2 separate regions of the Sus scrofa genome follow, and region 2 is linked to region 1. The links are chromatin contacts, called in public Hi-C maps. All regions are on one chromosome and are shown on one strand. Each heading gives the region's core, a stretch centred on a gene start, on an enhancer-like site or on the middle of the called end of the contact. The rest is flanking DNA. Distances are from core to core; before and after follow the strand shown. Region 1 overlaps ABCA1 (ATP-binding cassette, sub-family A (ABC1), member 1). Region 2 overlaps LOC106509228 (a long non-coding RNA gene).

Evidence for each region. Hi-C and Micro-C count contacts between places; a contact is called where the count stands out from the background.
Region 2: a Hi-C map of liver shows a contact between it and region 1, with 3 times the contacts expected there. The contact joins two enhancer-like sites. A contact is called at or near these places in 3 of 47 Hi-C or Micro-C datasets (embryonic fibroblasts, liver and retroperitoneal adipose tissue) and 2 of 2 datasets of contacts at active chromatin or transcription factors (alveolar macrophages and skeletal muscle).

The regions. Positions count from the first base shown.
Region 1 is chr1:246,224,251-246,229,741 of Sscrofa11.1, reverse strand. All of the region lies in intron 5 of ABCA1 (ATP-binding cassette, sub-family A (ABC1), member 1), which reads left to right. Among named protein-coding and RNA genes, the nearest start is that of ABCA1, 51 kb to the left of the region's middle. Within about 2 kb of position 3,166, at least 51 of the 83 cell types and tissues checked have an H3K27ac peak or open chromatin away from gene starts, as enhancers often do. A contact at or near this core is called in alveolar macrophages, liver, retroperitoneal adipose tissue and 1 more, where this site is marked.
Region 2 is chr1:246,324,530-246,330,020 of Sscrofa11.1, reverse strand. LOC106509228 (a long non-coding RNA gene) reads left to right here. Exons shown (of 4, transcript XR_002337119.1): 2 at 2,854-2,960. Among named protein-coding and RNA genes, the nearest start is that of ABCA1, 49 kb to the right of the region's middle. Within about 2 kb of position 2,445, at least 48 of the 83 cell types and tissues checked have an H3K27ac peak or open chromatin away from gene starts, as enhancers often do. A contact at or near this core is called in alveolar macrophages, liver, retroperitoneal adipose tissue and 1 more, where this site is marked.

The DNA.
Region 1 (5,491 bases), core at 1,917-4,416:
CATACAATATCAGACTGCCTTTAAAGAGTTTGGATCGTTAACATCAACAACAGTGTTTCATGTCTCTTGCTTTTTCAGTATGAGATTTACTTACTCTGTAGAGGGCAAAGAGAAGTTTGGGAGTCCAGTTTGTTTCTCCTTGAAAGCATCCCATTTTTAGCCTTCTTATCACTGTTGCATTGAGGCACAGAAGAGGCATCTTGGAGATTGTCCAGTGAACTAAGTTGCACCACGTAATGGTACCATCTTACATTTAAATACGTTTTTACATTTAAATCCTAAAGCAGCACCAGCTTGGTATTATCATCCCCATTTTATTGATGAGGAAACGAGGTTCAAAGGGTTACGTCTGTTGCCCAAGGTCACAGAATAAAGCTGTGAATTGAATCCGTGTTGGTCTGACCTCAAGGCTCAGCATCTTTGCCATCCCATGCTGCCAGGTTGCTTTATTCCTGTACCAGGAAGTGTGAGTGACATTACCAGCTTTTGATGCCCAAATCATTATGAAGCATTTTAAAAGAATAAAATGATTCGTCTAATTCCTATATTGTGGAAAGAGCCAAAGCTTTGTAGCCAGAGCTGATGTGGTTCACATTTACCACTTGCTTGCTCTGTAACCTTGAGCAGGATATTAACATCTCTGGATCTGTTTCCTCATTTGAAAAACGGGAAAAATAATATCTTTCTATAAACTTGTTTTAAGCATTGTAGTACATATAATGTATTTGATGTTCGGTACATTTTAATCCCCTTCCTCTGCTGATAAAGCACTGCTATGTCCCTTAATACATTTTTATCAAATTTAAAAGAACAAATTAAGCACTTTATATCACACACACACACACCATGGTATTTTATACCATATAAAAATATATATTTTAACAGTTCTTCCTTAGCCCAGCGCTAGGAAGAACTCTCTTCAGCCCCTAATTCATAAACTCATCTTCGCGTCCATCCCATCTTCCTGGCCTTCTCAGGGCTCTGCAGGCTGATTCTGATCCCTCAGTCAAGGTGTTAGGAGCATCTAGTCTCATTTTCAAAGACCAGCTCATGAGCAAGAGTTGAATGCCTCAAACTCTCTTCTTTCCTCCCAGCTCTTTTTCTGTCTGTGCTTTCTGTCTGATTTGGTCTTTTCTGTTTCTAGACTCTCTTTCCCCCTATTTTGATCTCATCTTCTCTCTTGAAGTCCTTGCCTTTTCTGGACATCCTTCCTCACCTTCCACCTCTCTGGCCTTCACAAAGGGTTCTCCGTGCAGAGTTCTCCCAGGAGTTTTCTTGCTTTGTCTAATATTGGCTCTTGACTCTTTCTCTCTTTTTCTTTAGATCCAGAACTCACTGTGACTAGTGCTACCTCCTCAGTGTTCCCTTTCTTTTCCCTTTGGGCTTCCCAAGCCAGCTGGACTGTGCCACCACCTCCACTGCATTAGCAGAGGTCCTGGCCAGTATGAACAGGTCACCCTCTCCCTCTGGGGCACAGTCTCCATTCGTGCTTTGAGGACCTGGTTACCATTCAGCTTCTTATTAGCTGATGTCAGTCCTGGTTCCAGGGGCTCCTGACAACCTCTCCCACTTTGCCCACCTCTCAGTAAGACACAGGTATACTGTTGCCTTCGTAGATGGATCTGGGAAAGACATGTCATGTCTCTCTCCATCCCTCCATTTCAGTGTTGACAGATTCTACAGTGGCAGAGAAGGCTGGAGACTCCCAGTTCTGCTCACCTGACCCTCTGTCCATCTCTTGGAAGGCAAGGGCAGGGATTCTGTTTTTATACAGCATCTTTTATTACAGGCTCCTGCCTTCAAGGAGCTCCAAGAACTATTGCCACTTGAAATCATAGTTCTGGTATTTTGCTTCAGCAGCCATTTAGAAGTTTGTTGAACTAATGCAAGTTCCATTCCATGTAGAATAAAGAATATGTGGTTCCTAAAGTTGTGATGCTCCCGTTGGTCTCAGGAGAAGTATCTGGCTTCCCTGGGACTTGCCACAAAGGGTTCAGGAAGCAGAAGCCTACATATTCTGGTTTCTCTGTGGAACCCTTCACGTAAGTGTCATCCAAGACTTTATCAACAATTATTTTGAGCTTGTTTGATTTCTAAGCTTATATTTTTTCTTACAATATGTGTGAGTCAGTAAGACATTTAGTGTCTTTAGTATTTACTTAAGCCACCCTCTCCCCCGGTATGATCAGCCTTTGTTTAGAGAAAAATACAGGATCAGAGAGCCCAAGTGACTTCTTCAAGGCCCCATAACTGAAAACTTCTAGAACTGAGATAGGAACCATGTTAGCCAGACTCTAGATCTTTCAGGGGTGTCTTGGGATCCCTCAGCAAACCTCCACTGTTCCTCGGTTGGGATGCTGGGGCCCAGATGAACAGCAGGGAGAGGTGCTGACCGCAGGCTCCCAGCCTCCTCCCACCTGCTCTGAGGAGTCACCTCAGGGAGCAGCCAGGTCACTCTGCCTAACTCCCTTCTCTAGAGCCCTGACGTTCCCACAGAGGCCCTGGTTTTCCCTGAGGGCTGCACCCCTCTCAGAGAAGCAGGCAGGAGCTACTCTTGAAGAAAGTGGAGCCCTAACATCAGGAAAACAAACCAAAACAACAACAGCAACAAACACCCAGAAGAAGCTGAGCATGTTTGTTCCCAGCCCTCTTCTGGCAGAGAAATGTTTTGAGGTCTTCTTGTTTATAAGGCTTGGCTTAGGCTGAGTAAAGCCAGGAGTGAGATCTGGCTGAGACCCCTCGAGGCCACTGCCGGTGTGATGGGTCAGGGCTGGGAGACCCCCTGGGTGTCCTTTTAAGAAGAGTATCTGGGCCTTAGATGCTGACATGATCTCTTTCTCTGCTTCTCCTTTTTCTTCCTTTGCCTCCTCCATCTACTTCTCAAGCAGCTGATCGCTGTGGTTTCTTTTTATGTTGAACAAAAGAGACTACAGCGATCTTGAAACTGAGCTGGGGACTGGAGGGCATTGACCGAGAGTAACCCCGCCGCCGCAGCCAGCTCAGCTGAGGGTTTCCCTCCTCCGCTTTCCTGGGAGGCTGCCCTCCCTGCCGCCCCCCCCCCCCGTCCCTCCCCCCTTCTCCTCCATTGCACTCAGGGCAGGCTGGGGAAGAAGCAGGAGGAACACTCTGGGGATGAAAGCATCCCCCTGGTGCAAGAGTCCTGCCCTCCCACCCCTCTCTGCCTCCCACAGAAGAATTTCCTTAGCCTGTGCTGAGAGCCTGCCCAGAGGACTGGCAAGAGACTGAGAATTCTGTCCTGTTTGTCCTCAGCCCACAAACACACATTTCACTTTTTTTGTTCTTTAGACTCTAAGCTCTTGAATCGGTTTTTTGTTTTTTTGTTTTTTTCTCCTTTTCTTTGCCCCACTCTCCTGCACCCAAAGTAAAATTCTCTGGAAAAGGACATGCACCATGGGCTCCTCAAGGCAAAACTAAGGAGGCTGAGTTCAGGGGATCAAGTATTTTGGTCCATATCGGAGAGATGGCAGCAGGGAGGTTCTCGGGGCCTTTTGCTGGATGGGGACTTTCTGTCTTGTCTGCAGGGCAGCAGGGACGCAACGTTTTATTTAGTGACTGGTCCAGCAACTGGATGACCGTGTTCTCTGACAGCAGGTACATCCTCTCAGTGACCCGTGGAAGCTCATGAGACTCTTGCCTCCAAAAGGGTACTTGTACTTTCTTGATCTGGGTTTGCACAACAACCTGTGCCTGTTATTATTACCCCATCTTACGTCTAAGGAAACTGAGGAGGCCAGAGAGAGTCAGAAAAGGGGAAGAGTGAGGTTAATGGTTACACGGTTAGGAAACAGCAGAGCTGGGACCTGAATTCAGATCTTCTGATGCCTGTTGAGTGCTGACTTAGTACCTTTCAGTACCAACAATAAGAAGACCTCTGAAATCATCGTCTACAACCCACCCACCCATTACAGATAAGGTCATGTGGGCAAGAGTAAATGGCCAAGGACTGGTTGTCTTTTCCATTAAGTGTTCTCTATCTTGCCTCCAGCCATTGGTTGCTCTTACTTGTCATCTTCCTCCTGTGTCCGTCCTTGCAGTGATCCTATAGAGGTGATCATTCCGTTGATTCTCTAAAGTTCTGAATAGACAAATCAGTCACATTCAACCTTTTCTTCCCCTAATAGACAGTATCAGCAGAAAAAATTAATCCTTTTTTCTGATGCAGGAACTCAGCCAGGCAAATACACAACACACATGCGCACGCGTGCATGTGCACATACACATATATCTTAGATCAAAAATTCAGCATCGACTTAGTTGGCACAGTTGCTCCTCTGTTCTTATCTATTCTGAAAGCATATGCTTTGGGGTCAGACTAGCAATGAAGCCACTGAGGTGTCTTTTCTGAAAGTGATGATGGTGTTAGTTTATCCTTTATGGAGACCTTTTCTTGGTTCCAGGCTTCCTACTGGGACCTCATTTAACCTCCAGCTCAGCCCTGTGAGGTAGATGCTCTTGTCATCCCCACTTGTCTTGTTATGGACATGTCCCCACGCCCTGCCTCCAGCTCCCACTCTCCTGACTGTCTTCCTGACCTGGGCTGATGCACCTGTGGGGTGGGGGGAACTTCCGGAGACCTGAGCGCTCTCTTGACGGGTTTGTTTCACACGCATGTCCTGTTTTGTCCCACAGCAGATCACTACAGCTCATGACTTGATTTGCTCCCTTGTGTTCCTCCATTCCTTCCCCACCCACCTCCGCTGTGCGAGGCACTGCCACACCTTGGAGTTCCAAAGTCCCGACCCTCAGGCACTGGTGTTCTTCTGGGGAGAAAGATGTGGTTTCAGAGAACTGCAGCTCAGGGGAAGTGCACATAGGAGGCTATTAGGGCATGGAGGGTGGCCACCTGATTCAGCTGGAGGGTGGGAACATCAGGGCAGGCTTCCTGGAGGAGATGACTCATGGGCCAAATCATAAAGAAGGGGAAGAGTTAGCCAGGCCAAGAGGGGAAGGGCTGTTTCAGACATCAGACATCATCTCGGCATTCTTGGCTTTTCCACTCATTTTCCTGCTGACAACAAAATGGAGAAAACTGAGACCAGAGTTGCAAAGTCATCCTACACTGGCCTCACACCACACCACACCTCATCCTCTTCCTTCCTCCACTGTACTCCTTGAATCTCAGATTTTGAGGAATCTCTCTCTCTTTATCTACTTATACCTTTATCATTTACTCAGAAACATTTATTGAGAACTGTGTGTCACAGCACTATGACTGCAGGCTGCCGTGGTCCCTGCCATCACAGGAGCCTTCTTTACCTTCTCCTCATCAGCCACAGCCTCTGGAGATTTCTGGCTCTCTGTCCTTTTCCAGAATTTCGCTTCAGCCTCTGACTCCCCTCTGGAAACACTAGCAGATAAGCCTCATCTGGGTCAGATGCTTCCCTGAGCTGCCTTCCTCTGGTGCTCTCATCCCTCCATCTGCTTTCTCTATTGATCTGCCTCTTCATCTCCCTTGTCAGCCTTGGAAGGT
Region 2 (5,491 bases), core at 1,196-3,695, 100 kb before region 1:
GTCTTGCTTAAATTGTTTATTCCAATTGGCCCTTCTGGAGATTAAGTTCTCTACCAGAACCTTCACTCTTATGGCAGAATCCTGGCTTCTGGCCTCCTCTGCTGCTTGTCTGGGCTGATTCCTGCCCCAGGTAGTATGATGCTCCAGCACCCTCTCCCCTCTTTCCAGCACCCCCACTTCTTGACAAGCCCTTTCTTAACCATTTGTACTATTCTCAGCAGTCTTGTTGGGTTTTGAGCCTCTCCCGTTCCTGAGGTGGCTGGTTTGTTGTCACTAAATCCTTGCTTCTGACATCAGGAGGCTGATTTTGTTGAATAAGCACAATAGCACTAACATACATCCAAATTAGAGCTATCATTTGAAGGAGACACCGGGGAAGGTTGCACTAGTCCAGGGATGCTGCTATTGTTCCACTTTGTATGTGGGGACACTGAGGTTCTGGGGGCTTTCAAACCCACTGAGACCATACAGCAAATTATAGGAGCAGCTGAAACCTGCCCTCTGTCTCCTACCATGTGCTTCTAATTCAGAGCCACTCAAGCCACAGAAGAAATGATCTCACACTGTAGCAGTACTTGTTAATCTTTTAAAAATCATAGTCCTTGAGGAATCTGATAAAAGCAAAAACACATGATCCCTCAGGAAAATACACACACACTCAAAACTTACCTAAAACTCCAGGATGAGAACTCCTGTAAACAAACAAACACTTTCCCCAAATTTCAACAATGATTACATGGCATGATTGTCTTCCTCATCCTCTAGACTTGCATCCAAAGTGACTTCTGGCTGTTCCCAAATATCAAATCCCTGAAGGAACGATATGTTCCAGTGCTGAGGAGATCCAAAAGAATGTGCTGTAAACTCAAAAGGCATTTCCACAAAGGGCATTCCAAAGATGTTTAAAGAAAGGCAGGGTCCCTGGAAAGCACAGCTTCTCCAGATGACCACCTAGAAGAGGGTAACATCTGTGTTCCTGTCCTGGTTGGCTCTTAAACAATCAGTCCCTTTCTCTCTCAAGCAAAGCTCATAGAGAAGCTTTGGTGTGAATACCTCCTATCTGCTAAACCGATGAGGGGTAATTCCAAAGTTTAGCAGATACTGCCTCCTCCATACAGGCTTCAGGGACCTCTCCATGTGCTTCTTCCTTCCGGTCCCAAAGCTCTGTATGTATCTGCATCTCTATCTCATCTCTACCTCTACCAACACACTTTTTTTTGAGTACAGACATGAAAGGCAGACCCTGGGTTCATGCATGCCATCATGGGACATTTACTGAGAGACCGCCATGTATTAGCACTGCAGATACCACGGTGTGGACAAAGCAGCACTGCAGACTTTCATGATAGGCAGACAAACAAGATGCAGCATGCCTAATGCTATCCTCTGGGAAATACAGGGTGCTTTACAGTCCAACGGGTCATGGAGAAGGGCACCTTTTAAGCTAAAATGTGATATACATCTTTCCAGGGCCCAGCACAAAGCATGTGTTCAATCTTAAACACAGTAAAATCCTCCATGTTTGCCGGAGGGCTCACTCACTGAGGGCATCTGCTCACTAATTTAAGAGTGGCTATGGTGAACCAGAGCCTGACCATTCGGAAAGCCAGCTTGCATCAGGTTCAGCTGTTTACCTCCTTTAGCTGTTTCTGAGACTCTGTGAATTGGTGGAAAAAGCATTGGATTTAAAACTCTTGGAAGCTGTGGTTCTGAGGCTTTGTCAACACTACACTCGTGAGTTCTTGGGTCACTCATTGTCTTTTCATATATTGATGCCACCTTCTATAGTAAAGGAAGATATGAAAGCCGTTTTCAACCTAAGCAGGTCATCTTCTATGTATCCGTCTACCTAATCTATCGCCTAACTGGTTCCAGCTTTGCAGAAGGACAGGGTGACCGTAAATTTCAGAGAATGTACTAGCGCATTGCTTTGTGGGGCCTCTGCCTGCAGCCTTTTGCTGCCTCACATGACCTGGACTTCGCAGGGAGGGGGCAGTTTGAATTCCAGGAGGGCTAAAAGGCCTTGGCTGAGAAGCTCTATCAGATTTCACAACACAGCAGAGAAAGGCTTCCCAAGGAGAGGGCGGGGGTGTGTGGGGGTAAGGATTCTGCAAATTGCATAAGGGTGGGAAGTGGGAGAGTCCCGAAAGGCAAGATGAAGTAGGGCGAGAGGGAAATTGGACAGCTTCCCCCATCTCCTGGCTAACAACCACGACCCGCAAACTGGCCTAATACCCTACCTCTGTCCCTGTTCCCCTCGAAGTGAAGATAGAGCAGGGACGGCCACCCCTGCATGCGCGCCGCTGCCGCCACTTTCTAGACACTCAGCGCGCATGTCTTCTCCTTTTATCTCCGGTTGCGCCTTGGGCTCACTCCACAGCACCATCAGAGTCCATAGACGGCCGGGGTACAATCAGGGTAGGAAGAAAGGAGTCCAGAAACGCTTGGGCCTGGAACTACAATTCCCAGCAGATATCGCGCTAGCCACGCCTGCCTGTGGGCGGGCCCAAAGGGGCCCTTGTGGCTTAAAGCGGCGAGATCCCGTCGCTTGGCTTCCTCTCTGTGAACTCGGGCTTGCTACCCCAAACTGGGCCTGGGGAAGTGGGAGGGAGCATTGAGGTCAATGTTTTTGCTTCTTCGTAACTGAGCTAGCAAACAGGGCACAGCACGTAAACTATAGTCGAGCGCGTTTTAGAGGCTTCTCTTAGGTTCAGCAGCTTATTGCTCCTACTTGAACAAACTGTGAATTGTCTATTTAGCAAATGAAAACTTTAAAAATCGCTTGTGTGTTAAATTTCTGTAAGGTGAATTATTTTCCCTACCATGTAGGAACAACCTTTTTTTCTTTTCTAGTTTGCAGGTGGCAGTGGCCGAGGTTTAGTCTCACACAACACAACAAATGAGAAAGGAGTCTTTAAAAAGAGAAGAAATCTTACAGTAAATCATTCTTTGTTGATTTGGTAAATGTTCTACTTTAATATTCTAAGTTTTAACTTTTGTAATGAAGGGTCTTTAAAATGTGGCATACTTGAAATTCTGTTTTAAGGTGTAGATTTTAAAATCTACTTTTAATTGTAAAGTAATCTTTTAATAGAATGTAGAAGTGTGAGGTTTAAAACTGCTACTCTTTGCTTCTTGCTATAGGGAAGTGATGATTGTGATATGACATGAAGAATAGCTACCAGAATAGTGCTGGTGGGGACCTAGATCCTCATGGCTATACTGGGTATTGTGAACAAAGTAGTTTCTTGTGTTAAGAACTGACTTAAGAGTTTACTAGGTTAAGGCACTAAAATTTAAGAACTTCTCTTTTATTTTTCTACCTCAAATCCTAACCCTAATTTCTCATAGCCACTAATAAGCCACCTCCAGATGCCAACAATGAACTTTTGTTTTTGCAAACAAATACGTTTTAAAGACCTCAAAGGGAATCAATTCAGAACTTGAATGCAGAATAGTTTTAGTGGGTTTTTTTGGGGGGGGGCAGAATGTCTCGACGTTAGTCTGCTGGGATTTATGACTATGTATGCATTTAGACTGTTTAGTGTGGCATTTGCAGATAATACGAAATTGGCTAACTTTGCCAAAAATTAACAATTCATATAATTTTTTATTTGTTCTTTGTGTGTGGGAGCTCAGCAATAGGCATACTGAAAGCTGCAAATAATAGTTGATGTACAGTCATTTTTTGAGATGAGTAGAGAGTAGCTATTGTACTCTAAACAAATCCCCCACACAGACACATTAAATGGGGGAGAAAGCAATACTTGTGATATTTAGTGATATTTAAAATTTCTCCTAATTCTCAAATGTTCTCTTTATAGTCTTGAACAGAAAATGTTTTCTGGCTATCAGTTCTTCTGCTAAAAATTCAGTTTATCAAGAGTAAGCAGAGTAAGACAAGAAAGCAAAAGATATAAGACCAATGTTATTGTGTACAAGAAAATTTCAAGAGGCCTTACAAAATATTAACACTTTTGAGAGGGCAGCTGGAAATAAGGGCAATATACAGCAGTCAAATTTATTCCCATTATCAATAACAAAGGACAAGTATCTGTTCGACAAAAGATACCATTTAGAAATTCCCCTGGTGGCTTAGTGGGTTAAAAACCCAACTAGTATCCACGGTTCAATCCCTGGCTTCACTCAGTGGGTTAAGAATCCAGCATTTTTACGAGCTGTGGCATAGGTTGCAGATGTGGCTCAGATCTGGCTGTGGCTATGGCTGGCAATTGCAACTCTGATTTGACCCCTAGCCTTGGAACTTCCATGTGCCACAGGTGGGGCCCAGAAAACAAAACAAATGCTTACAGTAGCAACGAAGTCATCAGGAACCTAGAATAAATCTTTTTTTAAAATGCAGGACTTTAATGAAGAGAAGTGTAACCCTTTATGGAAAACATTAAGAAAACACTTAAGTAAATGGATGGGTACATTTCATTTAGGATGAAAGGACTCTATTTTATAAAACTATCAATCTCTGCAAATCTACACATTTAATGGAACCTGAATCAAATTCTCATTGTGTTTTAGTATATGTAGATAAATAAATATTTAGTGTATTTAGAATTCTGTGTGTGGCTCAACAAGCTTATTCTAAAGTGTGTGTGGAAGATTAATGTTTCATAATGTATTTTTTTAAGAATAGGGTGGAGGCCCCATGGCATATCAAGACATCTTATAACACTGTAGTAATAAGACAATGTGGTATGGTTCCTGGAATAGGCAAATAGAGAATAGAACAGGGCCTGTGCATATAGGAGGACTTAATGTGAGGTCATTGAGAGAAGATGGACTATTCAATAAATGGTGCTTAGAATAATTAGTTAACCACAGGGAGAAAAAAAGCCTCTACCTCTGAAAGTACTAACTAACTAACTAAAACTAAATATATTCCAGATGAATTAGAGACTTAAATATACAAAGCAAAACTTTAAAACTTTTAGATGTTCTTCTATATGTCTTTATGAACTTAGTCTAGGAAAGGATTTCTTAAACAAACTAGGTAAAGTTTATCTATTTTTTATTTATTTTATTTCTTTTTGTCTTTTTAGCACCGCACCTGTGCCGTGTGGAAGTTCCCTGGCAAGGGGTCGAATCAGAGCTGTAGCTGCTGGCCTGCACCACAGCCACAGCAATGCCAGATCCAAGCAGTGTCTGCAACTTACACCACAGCTCACAGCAACGCTGTATCATTAACCCACTGATCAAGGCCAGGGATCGAACCCGTGCATCCTCATGGATACTAGTTGGGTTTGTTACTGCTGAGCCATGATGGGGACTCCCAAGCTAGGTAAAGCTTAAACTGTGAAGGAAAAAGTAGGTAATTCTGACTATATTAAACATAAGTAGGCAAGTAAGCAAACAAACAAAACTTCTATACATTAGAAAACACAAATGAAAAAGGCAAGGTATAGTAGGGAGACATTTACAACTCAGAGAGACAAAAGATTAGTATTCAGAACATTTAATTACTAAAAACCACTTAAAC